2 separate regions of the Gossypium hirsutum genome follow, and region 1 is linked to region 2. Evidence: chromatin contacts called from public Hi-C data. All regions are on one chromosome and are shown on one strand. The core of a region is the stretch at or near the end of the contact, and the rest is flanking DNA. Distances in the headings are between cores, read along the strand shown.

Region 1 (7,286 bases), core at 2,915-5,414, 230 kb after region 2:
TGAATACTGAGTTAGTTTATTTTAAGTTTTAGCTGTAGCATTCATACATTACATGTAGTTGTAATTTTCATTTTATTAGTGCACATTGTCGTTGCATTTTTATTGTCATTGCATTTTAATGTTAGAACATTGGGGACAATGCAAACTTTAAGTTTGGGGGAATGCATATGGGTTTTGGGAATACACCCACATTTTAATTTTCTTTTTTGAAACATACAAGGTTTATTCGTGGTTAATGCAAATGTGTTTGAAAATTTTTGTTACATTCGATGCTTAATTCTTGAATCATGTAAACTATCAATGAATGAGTTGGATAAATTTGACTGAATGTTGTATCTTTAATTCTTTGATGAATGATTTAGGTTGCATTAGTAATGGATGACTAGTAGCATTCCTTGAATCTTGAATGAATCTGCCTTTTACAGCTACTCAAATGTATATATAGTTATGAATAAGAGACACTACAAAGTGGGTGTATTGTGAAATGTTAAAAAGGGAACACTCTAATGTAAGCATTAGAAAAATGAATCTAGCCAAAGGCTGTCACTGCACGAGTGTGTGTCAGCGCAATTACGTACTCCCTGAGGGTTTGTTGCACTCCATCGTTACTTCTCAAGAACAAGGGTACAATAATTCAACGATATCCCTTGTTCACAAAAAAGAATAAAAAAAGAAAGAGAGAGAAACATATATTGTACAATAAATGTTGTATTGGTAGATAGAATTTAGGATTTAAAGTATGATACTAGTTTTGACGAAGTTGCAATCTTATTCATTCATACTTCTGTATTGTCGATGCAATATTTTGTCATTTGAATGTAACTCATTCATTGGGATTTTAGGTGATTCAAGTTGCTAGAATGATCCTTAGCAAATTCTTGTGTAGCCTTGCTAGTTTTTGTTTTACTTGAGGACAAGTAAAAACTCAAGTTGTGGGTGTGATAGTACTAGAAAGAACATATGTTTTCTCTCTACTTATTGGTTAATTTGTACCAATTTAGTTATCTTTAGCACATATTTTAGCTTTTTCATTTTAGTAAATTACATTTTATAACTCGGTGGATCTCAGCCTATTTATCCTTAATTTTGTCATGTTTTGGTACTGATGTCGCTGCATGAGTGTTTTTAGATTACGCCTAGAATTGTCACCGTATTTGACAGCTGTCCGAATAACAACAAAAAAGTGTGAGATATCCAATCTGGTACAACTAACATGTACGTACAGAGGCAGCATGAGTCTGATGAAAGGACAAATGTGCTATTTGGATAAATATCAATAAATTTACATGAAAATGGGGAAGAGAGTAGAGGATCTTCTTCAACCTTTCTTTTGAAGCTTTTTAGCTATAGCAGCTTAAATCTCTTACGGGTGAACCGACATGAACGGGATGCAGGTTAGCTCTTGACGAGGAGCCCTGGGTGTGACACAAGAGTGAGTTGAGAGATCAAGTCGAGATTTTCTAGGAATAGTGCTATCCACTTGCTTCTTTTATATTTCTTTTTTAAACGATGGTGATTACTTTCTATTTTATGTTTGTATGGAAGTAAACATGATTTATGGGTTAAATGTTATTTTATTCAATCTTGCTTCTATTGTTTAATCTTTGAGTTTGAATATTTTTAGCATGGAAATATTATTGCGGTCACTAACACTAAAAAGTGCAGCAATAGTTCAAGCTAACAAGCATGACAACGAAAGCTGCTTGAGGATTAGAGGAATTTAATCCACTTGTTCTTAATAGTGTTCTATTACCAACATCAGAAGGTGTGGTTAATGTGCATGTTTAAGTCTTAAATTAAATATAGAAGTTAAGTTTGGTAAGATATTCATTATAGTTTAATGCATTGACAATCACCTATCCTTTTTACCTTGTGAGCACTTAGTATTCTGTTGAATATTCACGTTGGGGATCCCAGTTTCTCATTATTATATTTTATCTTATTATTTTCAAGTTATTGCTTCGACAACTACTCTCACAATTTATCTCATTTTATCTATTTATTGCACTAACATTGATAGACAAAAGACAACCATCCTCGTGGGATCAATATCCGACAGACTCATATCTATCTACTATACTTGCATCGACAGTGTACGCTTGCACATTATTGCTGTGACTTTAAACAGCCGACCACTCTACGATTTTACTATTGGACCAATCGAGAGTTCTGTGTTGTTCGTTGTTTCGATTGAAAGTTTATTAGTGTAAGTTCTATCGTTATTCTTCTGTTTCTGATTGATTTCATTTATTCTTGTCGAGGTTAGTTATTATTGCCAGTCGTTATGAACTTTCCGTTAATTATTCAATTGGCTTTCTTGTTAGGTGAAGATTTTAAGAGTAACGTTTCTCCAACAAATTAGGGTTGAATAATTGATGTTCTTTCTTCAATAAGTGAATGGTTTTGTTTTGGGGTTTTATTTGCGTTGAAGTTTTCGACGTAGTTCAGTTTAAAGGCTAATTAGTGTTTGGTTTGATTATTTCGTCTGAATAGTCAATTTATTGTTGTTTTTAGGTTCTGAAATCTTTTTTTTTTAATTTTACGTTGAATCTATTTCAGGTGTGTAATAAAATTGAGAATTCTGCGAATGACAAAAGTCGAAATTCATGGCTGTCGATGCCACATAGTCGTGTGTGTGCCAGGCCATGTGGTAGGCCGTGCTAAAGACTATTTTAGAATTAGAGTCACACGGGCATGTGTCTAGGCCGTGTGAGAGACTTTTTGGGTTTTGAGTCACACGGGCATGTGTTAGACCGTGTAAGTCTCTATTTTGAATCACACGGTCGTGTGCTAGGCTGTGTGATAGATCATATGCGACATTGATATGGGCCATACAAATGTGTACCATGTTGTGTAGGCCACACGGGCCAGCCATCCAAGCCATGTGAATCTACACGGGCCTATGGGCCAAAAATTGAAATGTTTCTCTAAAGGTTGTAAACGTCATTCTAATCAAACATAGGCCTACTCTAAGGTACATGTGATCTGAATTAGGCTACATAATTTGATAGATGATGATCTGATAATGAAACCTGTTAATTGTACTTATATTCGATGTGATATCTATTAATTGAGTGTGAGCTGTATCATCTGAATATGATTTGAATCAGGATAATTGTATATACATTACTAGTATCTGATAATTCTGTATCTACATTGGCTTGAGATCTATGTAAATGAGGAAGTGCGGGCAGTTTAAAAATTTGTCGTTTCTGGTGGCTAAGCCACATATATATATATATATATATATATATATCTGATTCTGACAATCTATCGCATTCTGATATGGCAGCTAGACTACAAATATTCTGAAACGTGACATATTTTGGCAGCTAGACTACATGTATCACATAGTGCAAGGAGCACGATCATTCCGCTTAATCATTTTATCATGTTATCTGGAATTACACTGTTACTAATTTCTGGGATTGTTATTTTTTTTTAAGACTGGATTTTATGGTTTGATTATTATCGTTTAAATGTTTTTGGTTCGTTTGAATTCTTGATTATTAAAAGTTGGATTTTTCATAAGTAGTTTAATATAACTCTCCAGATTTAGTTATAATGTCTAGGCCGGGTTTGGGGTGTTACAACCTCTATTGTCAACCCCTTTAAATTTGCTTCTACTATTAAAGTTAAAAAGTGTCGCTTTTGAAAAGTTTGATAGTGTTTACTATTAAAAATTGCTTTTGTAAAAATAAAATGTCTATTTTAGACATGATATTATAAAATAGGACATAATATTATAAAATAGAAGATATATTGATCTTCTTTAACGAAGGTAAGAAAATAATTTCAATGAAAATCACATTTACAAAAGCCAAAAGCTAAAAAAAAATTAGTTTTTAAGCTTAGGTTAAAATCCATATTAAAAAACGTGGTTTTGTTTGAAAAGTTTATTGTTTATTATTATTTATTTGAAATCATTATTCAAAATCATTATTTTTGGTTGGTGATCATTAAAAATTTAGGTTTATTGGGATATTTTGATGATAGAAAAAGTAAAGCATTCAAATTAAAAAAAAAATAGGAGGGGAGTAATTTGAATAAGTCTAGATAGTAGAGGGCATTATCGTCAGAAAAAACTCCAGCCCAGCCCCCGTCCGTAGTTTAAGGAAGGGCATTGATGGCATTATACCCAAAATACCGCAATCTCTTTTTAGTTTGTATTTCATGGAGATGTAAATTAAACTTGAAGAAAACAAAGATCCCTCTCCCGAAGAGATTTCCGTTTCTTTCTGCGCAAGAACCTTGTCAGGCGTGTCCTCTCCACGCTCTTCTACGGCTTCAATCACTTCTATACACGCCTATCCTTTTCTTCTTCTTCTCCTTCTTCTTCCCTCTCTCTCTCTCTGTCTCTTTCTGCTTTCAAAGGGTTTTAGTAGGTGCTTTCCCTTTTTCTTAAACCCTACCTAGGGTTTTCACAAACTCCCAATTCAACTTCTTTTTTCTTTAATTACCCTGCAATTTTCCACCAATCAACAACTATGATTCAAAATACCAAGAAACAGAAAAAGGGTTCAATTAGTGAGGAAGATATCTCTACTCTTTTACAAAGGTCCCGCTTCCTTTTATTCGTTTTTCCTTTATTTTCATCACTTTTTATCTTGACTTCATTCTGTTTCGCTAATATTAGGGTTCTTTTTTTTATATTATTTTTGGCGTGGGCAGGTATACAGCAACTACTGTTTTGGCACTGTTACAAGAAGTGGCGCAATTTCCTGGTGTAAAGTTGGATTGGAATGCTTTAGTCAAGAAGACTTCTACTGGCATTTCGAATGCGAGAGAGTACCAGATGTTGTGGCGCCATTTGGCCTACAGAGACGTTTTGCTTGAAAAATTGGAAGATGGGGCTGATCCCTTGGTCAGTGTTCTAGTTTTGTGTTATTCTTTGGTATAATATGTTGCTATCTTTTGGCCATGTCTAATTTAAAAGATTTGTTGAAGTTGTTTAGCTACTGCCTTATATGATGTGTTTTTGAAATGTAGTTTGGCAATTGCTGTTAAAAGAAACACTTCCTTAAATTAATATACTATTTCAATATGATGTAAATCTTTTCTGTGTATTGGAATACTATTCCTTAATTGAGGGTTTATATCCTTCCAGATATTCTAACTTATAGCCTGCCAATCTGCTATAGTCTTGGTTTGACTTTGGATTTGGGAGATCTTATAATATTTTGTCCACTGATCCAACGGCTAAAGTTGTGGTTGCTAATTTATAAATTAGTCCTTTTGGTTGAAGGACAAGTGTTCTTGATAGTTTATGGCTCTAGTCCGGTTATTTAACTTCTTATTTTGCAGGATGATGACAGCGACTTAGAATATGAATTGGAACCTTGCCCTTCTGTTAGTAGTGAAACTTCAGCAGAGGCTGCTGCATGTGTGAAGGTAAGTAAATTATTTGTTATTCCCATAAAACTATCGTTTTACCTTTTATGATGGAAAAAGTAATGGTAGTTTAGAAACCATAGATGACATGTTAGAAAGTTAATACCAAAGTTAGTATCTCTTGCCAGTAACATGGTTGGTTCTGCTTCTAATGGTTGGAATATTAGGAAAGCAAATACTTAAACTGTATGGATCGACTAAGTGATATTAGTAGAAGATACTTTTGACCAAATCTGGTTAATAGGTAACCTGTAATCTCAATGAAAGATAAATAGTTTTGGCTGTCCGACTACCTTCTCTTCCAATTTTCCAAACTGGTTTTATCTTGTTGCTCATTTCATTTCCATGCAAGTAAAATCAGATGGTTAATCTTGTCAGGTACTGATTGCTTCTGGTTTGCCAAATGACTCAAGTCTTGCAAATAGCTCAATGGTGGATGCTCCATTAACAATAAATATACCTAATGCGAGGTCATTTAGAGTGTCTTCAGAAAATTTGCAGCCCAGTTGCTCAATGCCAGGGACGAACATTACTGTTCCAGTTTCTGTTCAGAAAAAGATTCTACCTTCAGTGACATCGGCTGAAACAATGGAAGGAAATGGACCAGCTGGTGCAAACCTGCCTGCTCGCAGGAAAAGAAAACCTTGGTCAGAAGCAGAGGATTTGGAACTTATTGCTGCTGTGCAGAAATGCGGTGTTGGGAATTGGGCAAACATCTTACGAGGAGACTTCAAGGGAGATAGGACTGCTTCACAGTTGGCTCAGGTTTAACTAAACTGACTTGTTTATTTTTTATATTTGTCCTTCAATCTCATCAATCCTGCTATTTATGCATTATATAGATGCAAATGCACCAGTCCTTTTGTATATGGCTGCAATTAAATTCACTGAAGGTATAATATAGTCTAGTTATGTATGTGTTGCCTGAGGGCTGGGATTTATTAGAATTCAATTAAAGCATCTAGTAGATGTGAAAGTAGTAGATTCACTGAGCTCTCCTGCTGTTTTATGCTAAATTGGATCTTCTTAGGATGTGAAAGTTATGTTTTGGTTGATTGTGCAAGTATGTATGGAGTATGTGATAGCAAAAACTTAATTGCTCTCATTTTTAGTACATATTTTTTTCTCTCTTAAGTTTTGTATTATGATTTGCTTGTGTGGCTGTGTTGCTTCTTGGAACATTAATGATAAATAGAACAAGATATAAGTGTATTTTTCTCCTCACTTAAGTTTGGTATGATGCTTTCTCCTCTCTATCATTTATCTTTTGACCCAAGAAAAACTTTTGTATTGGTTCTGGTATATTCATGATATATAGAACAATTTATATGTATATCTCATCAAAGAAAATTTATAAAATAAAAAAAAAAAAATTATGGGAAAATTTGAAGATTTCTTCTGTTTAGTTTTTGCCAAAAAAATTTATGATTCTAATAATTTATCTTGATAACTTATTTTGGAACTAATATTCATTTCTCGAGTTAGAAAGTTGTTTTTCTTGTCATTTATATTTTTTTGTATTTGAATTTTTGTATCACAATGTTACTACAGTAAGATTGTTTATTTACAACGGAATAATATACAAAGTCAAAAGATCTCATTGAATACAAAAATAGATTTATGGCTACACAAACCATTGAGGATAGTTCTAGATCTGGTCCAAGGCGAATGGTTCTAGGGGATGTTTTGCAACTTTTGAATTTGAAATGTCATAGAGTAGCCCCTTTTCCCCTGGATAGTGAACAACTTAGATGCTTTGTCGATACAGAATTTAAAGCATATTCTGGAAATTGGTAAAAACTGACGGGTGTAATTTATTTTTGGCATTTGTGTTTCTATATTTTACGAACAATTAGCTTCTTCTTTGGTGAATATTATCTAGTTATTGTAGAATA
Region 2 (6,892 bases), core at 1,538-4,037:
ATAAACCGTAAAAGGTTTATGTTCTCTTTTCTTTCAATCAAATCTGAAGTTAAATGTATTTTCAAACGTCAGCAATCTGATATTCATTTTAGATAAGAGGATTAATATATAATTTATTTTCTAAACTTGTCCAAAAGGACCTATTTGATTCCTTTATTTTATACTTAATTGATGCACTAAAACAATAATTTGTGCTAACGTGACATTATGTTAACCCTAAAAAATTAAGCTATTAACAAATTGGAGCAATATTTGTAACGGACAAGTTTAGATACAAATTAGGTATAAGAAAAAATTCAGGTACCAACTAAGTATTCTGGACAAATTCATTGAGTAAATTACATATTAACCCTAGATAAAAAAATTATCAAAATTTTCTCGGTACATGAGCATAATTAAATATTATTGTGTTATAATTTGGAAGAAAATGCAGTACATTATCACAATCTGAATGAGTTTTGAATGCCAGCATTAATAGTACATGATCTTAGAGGACAATCTGGTGATACACAAATGGAATATGTAGCTCTCTACCTGATTTACATAAACAACTAATGTACATGGCTGCTATCTGTCTTCTTCTGGAAAAGAAGTGATCCTAGAAGAACAGCGATGCCGGTTATTGCAATCGTGAATAGAATTCGTCTCCTTGAATATTCCGATGCCTGCCTTCTTGGATGAGCTTGTTCCCTTTCGGCTGCCCTCACATCCCTAAACGGTCCCAAACATATTAATTAAAACTAATTATAATCGGAGAAGAAAACAAAGAGCAGCATTCTGATACAGTTTTCAGTTATGTCAACAGTTAAAACACCAAAACTATAGGTATAATCAACGTTAGGTGCACAACATAATAAAAATAAAAGGCTTTATCCGCCGATCTTAGTGAAAATAGAGTTAGTGAAAATAGAGGTACATCCCTTGTACAGCCGCTTGACACAAACTAGATAGATTTTGCCATATTTCCCGACTGGCAAGATGAAGGGAGGGGAAAACGGACAATAATCAGTAAAAGTACCAAAGGGGCTCTTGTACTAGGAGTCAGATTGCATTTTACCCCCTTTGCTAAAAAAATGGACAAATTAATCCTTATACGTTAGATCAAAGAGCAAATTAATCATTTCTAATAAAAGTTTCATCCATTTGTACAATTAAAAACAGACATGGTTGACAGAATAACCAGATAGTGACACGTGACGTGCCTTGCATATCTCATACCAACATACAGGGACCATTTTTTAACAGTGGAAATGGATGGAATTTTTAACAAAATAACCGGTTTGCTCTTTGATCTAATGTAAAGGGATTAATTTGACTATTTTTTTAGTAGAAGAGGAAATGAAATCTGACTCCTACTATAAGCCTCCATGATTCTTTTACCGACAATAATCACATGGATTATATAAACATTGATTACATATCATGGCTAAACTCCAGACTGAAATGAATACTTTCCAACATAACTCATTGGGAACTAAAAGCTCCCATTTTCGAGAATGAAATTAATAATGAGTACAAAAAGCTATCCTATACCATCAAGGTACCAACTCTTTGGTGTTATATACAAGTCCAGATTGCAAGGCATCAATAACAAGGTTATAAAAAGAATTATAATTTACGGAAAAGCAGTAACTAATAAAATATCTACCCAACATTCCAATAGGGAATTATATTATAGCATAAATACCTGGAAGATCCCTCATTGTTTTCTGCAATACCAGTACACCTACTTTCGTGGTTATATCTTTCTCTCAGTCTAACGTATCTGTTACACAGATGACACAGTTCCGTCCGGTTCCCACATACTTCCTAAAATCGCAAAGCAATGGCAACATTGTAACAAGTTCAACTAACAAGTACTACCATTGGATCCATTTATATGTAAATTAATACAGATGTAGTACCTGATGCTCAGCCAGATCAATGGCGGGCAATGGAAACTCACAAAAATCACAAGTAACAATCCTCTGGGGGCAAATTTCACCTTTATGAATAGCCAGAATTTCACGTTCCATTGTCTCACTGCACAGTGAACACGCCACCTGCTCGAACAGTTACGGTGTCAATAGTATCACAAATGTTACTACACGCATCATGTTCGAACAGAATTGATTCACTTAAAAGGAAATAGAAAAGACCTACCGGAGCATGGGTGTTTAAGAAATGTTCCTCTGCATGCTTTTTGGGAATCATATCACCACAAACTTTACATCTTTCTAAATTACGGGAGCAATGAGCATAATGCAAATCAATGTTAGAAGAAGGTATGGCCCTGTCACTGAACCATTAAGAAGGAAAAGTACTCGTTAAAGGTTCTTCTAAATTCACATGAACTCAATACAACAATAATCGAGAATTTTAGGTCTTATTCAACTAAATTCACTCCCTTCCCAACTTAATTTGTTCAAAACATAAATTACTAATCATTTCTTTATGCATCAATGAATCTCATACTACAAATCAAGCAACAAATTTAAGCTGAAATAAACAAAAAGGACGGGGATCGAGAAGAAAATTCAAGGAATTGAAATTAAATTCTAAAAAATTACCAGTGATTGCATATGCGGGTGGTTTCTTCCGAAGCAATTGCCATAGCGATCCGTTTCAAAATCTTTGGGCAACAAAGGGTATGAATGGAGAGGTAAAATTAAATAAGGGGAACTTAAAATTAGTGATCAAGATTAGTAAATAACCTGCAAAAAGCCGGGGATTTTCTTTAAAACTCTCCTCGTTCCTCTCTAGGAAATTAGAGTAAAGAGGCTGAGAGAGTTTTTCTGACTACTACTTTGGTTGAGCAAACAGCTTTACATGAATAATGACTTTGGAGTTTGGACAGTCCACCGTTCAGCTTTTTCTCCACTCGCATTCCGAGGGAGGTGAGTTACACGATTATTTGCAATTTGGGCCTAACTTAATGATTGGGCTTTCAAACTTAGCTTGGAGTACGGAAAGAAGGTAAAGGTGAAATTGCCTTAACCCACCCAACCAATCATGTGCTATTGGGGTTGTAACTTGTAATTGAAGTTAGGGGCCTCCCAAACTATCCCACAACAACAGAATGTGTTGCATAGTTTCCACCATGTCATTGCAACCAACTTTTTTTTTTTTGGGTAAACTTATAAATATTCACTCAATTGTTAGTGTGTTTCGTCATTCAGATTTAAATTTCTTTTATTTTAGTTACTAATATTATTAAAATTGAATATTTTGGTCCCTCGTCCCTTAAATCACTAATGGAGTGCTGACTTGGCCATTTTTATTGGCATAATCACAAATATAGTCCTCCAACTTTTACAAATTCTATCAATTTGGTCCTAATTCTAACAAATTTAATCCTCAACTTTACACATTACATCAATATAGTCTTGATTCTTAAAATTTCAAATTTTAAAATTCAAAAACTTAATATTTTATTTAAATGTGTATTTTTTGATAAAAATATATAATATTTTAATAAAAAATACGTACAAAATTATGGAAAATATTTATAAATAAATTAATATTTATTTGTCTCATTTTCTAACATGACATAATTTATTAAAAAATAGTTTTATAAATAAAAAAATTTAAGGGAAAAACAATGAAAAAAGCTTAAGCAGATTCAACTTTTCTTTTCTTTCAACATCGATGACCACCATGTTCAGTGGGATATAAAACTATAGCCTAAGGTAAAAAAATGGTAAGAATCGATGTCTTTAAGTTGCTACCTAGAACGAGTTTATTGCGTTTGAGGGCAAACATAATTGGGGATATATAAGTGAGAATGATAAGAACTCCACAACCTATTTCTAGTTTGATGGCACGTTAGAAAAAGAGAAAATGAATATTCATTTATTTCTAATTTTGTATTTATATTTTATAATTTTAAATGTATTTTATAAAATCTTATATATTTTTATCGAAAAATGAACGTTTAAATATTTTGATTTTTTGATTGTTTAAAATTTTGAATTTTGAAATATAAAGAATCAAGACTAAATTGACATAATGTATAAAGTTAAGGGTTAAATTCATTGATTTTTTTAGAATTAGAACCAAATTGATAGAATCTATAAAAATTGGAGCACTAAATTTGTTATTTTACCAATAAAAACGACCATTTCAGCATTCCATGAGTGATTTAACTATGAGTGACCAAAGTATTAAATTTCGATAACGTTAGTGACTAAGATAAAAAAATTTTAAATTTAAGTGACCAAAACAAAAACACTCCAATAGTTGGTGACCCATGTGTTTCTAGATGGCAGTTTCCATCAATTTAGCTAATAATGATTGGTGGCCAAAATGTTTTCATCATCTTTGGGAATAAATTTGTTATGTTTCAGGCTCTTTCTCAACTCTAATACATCATTTTAATAGGTAATCCTGTTGTGTTCAATGTAGATTAATTTTTTTTATGAATTTTCATGCGGTGGCTAGAAGTAGGGAGTAAATGAAGAAGAAAAAGAAGAATGGTAGAAGCAAGGGTGGCATGGAGGGTAAAAACGGGTTAAGGAAGAAGATGATGAATAGTGGTAGGGATAAAAAAAGTACAAAATGTTGATATGGTGTGCACAGTCAATTGTGTTAGGGATTTAAAGTTTAGGCAACTAAAATGGAATAATTTTTTTTTGGTAACCGAAATGAAAAGTAGCCAAACTTACCCTAAAAATAAAATAGTAAATAACCGGACTCACAAGTTATTGGTTTCTTAGTTTCTTTTTTCCTTCTCAAAGCTTGGTTTGGACAAGATTAGGTTTCCAATCGAGTTGGTGCGCTCTGATCTGAGTTGTACTGGTGTGCTCTGTTCTAATAATTTGCTCAATGCCTTAAGGATAAAGGAGTAAAAAGACAGATATGTTGCTTCTACTGTGCCTTTCAAATCAATACTTTCTCTCATCACTCTCTTGTTTGCGCCAAACTCATGTCTCGCCCTCGGTCCTCTGCCCCTGTTGATGTTTTTTCCAATTGCTCTTCTGTTTTCTGTCAGGTAATAAGCTCAAGAAAGACCCGACCTTGCTTTACTTTTGGATATTTTTCTCTTCAATTATGGACTTGTCTTACTTATTCTTTCTTCATTGATATATGTTAGGATTAGAATAATAAAATTCTAGTTTTAGTATTTTGATGCCTATTAGAATTAGAATTCTATATTTTATAGTTTTAGCATTTTGACGTCTATTAGAATTAGAATTCTAAATTTGATCTCTATAAATATAAACATTATAATAAACATATGAAGAAAAACAATACATAATTCTCTTTTTTATTAGTCTACTTTTTTTTTAGCTATGACTATTACTGGTAGAGGAACAATATTAGAAAATTATTATCGTAAGAAAGGATGGAATTCAAAGAGTTGAAAACTAGAAAAACAGGGGGCTTGATTGGTCGAACCTCCCTTGTGACATCATTGAATGTATAATTGGATGTCTGAATTGAACAAACTGAATCCGGGTACAAGAAATTTGCAAGGTTTAGTCAATCCCTAGTCGTCACATACCCACCATTGATAAACTCCCCCGGGCATTGAAAAAATTTAGTTGGACAATGATCAGATAAACGTTGAGTGCCAACTACTCGACCCTCTTTCTCGAGAGTGTGTTGTGAAAGAATCCATAAGAGAGAGAGACCCTCTGGTTTTTCTTCATGCAAGTGTGACACCTTACATCCGACTCGATTATTGGATCTGAATGCGTGATGTCTGTAACAGTTCGTTTTCAATGAAATCAAAACAGTGGTTTCAGGACCACAAATCCAAAGTCAAAGAATTTATTTTATTATTATTTTATTGCATATCGTTGTTGAAACCATTTTTTGAGAAACAAAAAAATTAGTCTAGACTTAAAAATGAAAATTGGAATCGCCACCGATCCTTTATTAAGGTGTGATCAGATCACCTTAAAATTGATTTTGGTCTACGAATTTTAGTAAGAAAATGGGCTCGGAGTCGGTTACGCGTGAGGAAGGGTTAGCTCCCTCGTAACGCCCAAAATTGGTACTGAATCGATTAATTAATGTCTTAAAGTCGAATGTCAAAATTTTGAGAAGGTTAAAAACGATTCCTCTTTTTATTAATGCCATATTTTTTTAAGACAATACTTGGATAAACTTGGATGTAAAAAGGCCTTCTCATCTCGAGCCACAAAAGGTTATATCCCGTAAGTTAGGATGTAACACTTGAATTCCCGAGTATAAGCTAACCCTTAAAAAATCTTTACTAAAACTTGATATATTTAAAAATTAAAAAATATTTAGCAGTTTTAGTTCGACGAGAGTATCGAAACCCCGTAAGTTAGGGCACAGATCCTCGAAGTTCCAAAAAAGACGTATAAGTTTGCCTTTATTAAGAAAACCTCGTCTCGAGACATCGAAATGTCATATCCAATGAGTTAGGACACAATGTTTCGAATTCTCGAGATAAGTTTTGATTCGAAATTTTTACGTTTGTAAAAAGGGATACTCGGTTACTTAAATTCAACAAGGGGAATTGAAGCCCAGTAAATTAGGGCACAATCTTCTCGTGAATCTTGGATACCGAACATTTTAAAAATTTATGGACAAAACAATTTCGATATTTTTCTAAACAGATGTAATGCGTTTGAATGGTAGCGCATAATCCAAAATGATAATTCGTACGTTACGATACATGTCAATGAACGATAAATCATCAAATAATATAAACAAGCAATGTAAGAACAATAATCTTGCATCATATTAGCAATCGAAAGCTAAAGAATTAAAAGCTAATTTCAAAAGAAATAGCCCTACATGAAATAATAATATCTTGATAAATTTTAAAATAAACATTATATAGGAAGAAAATCAAAATATGTTATATATATAAAATATATATGTTAAGGAAAATGGAAGACTTAATAATAATATACAATAATATATGTAAAAAGTTGAT

What was found. Hi-C and Micro-C count contacts between places; a contact is called where the count stands out from the background.
Region 1: a Hi-C map of leaf shows a contact between it and region 2, with 2.0 times the contacts expected there. The contact joins the promoter of LOC107922340 here to the promoter of LOC107921095 in region 2. A contact is called at or near these places in 4 of 34 Hi-C or Micro-C datasets (all in leaf).

What each region holds. Positions count from the first base shown.
Region 1 is chrD01:23,961,895-23,969,180 of Gossypium_hirsutum_v2.1, forward strand. LOC107922340 reads left to right here and starts at 4,165. Exons shown (of 6, transcript XM_016852333.2): 1 at 4,165-4,558; 2 at 4,672-4,864; 3 at 5,305-5,391; 4 at 5,770-6,156. The coding sequence starts at 4,488.
Region 2 is chrD01:23,728,337-23,735,228 of Gossypium_hirsutum_v2.1, forward strand. LOC107921095 (XIAP-associated factor 1) reads right to left here and starts at 2,788. Exons shown (of 6, transcript XM_016850963.2): 1 at 2,694-2,788; 2 at 2,550-2,611; 3 at 2,143-2,278; 4 at 1,905-2,042; 5 at 1,688-1,809; 6 at 393-711. The coding sequence starts at 2,593. The coding sequence ends at 552.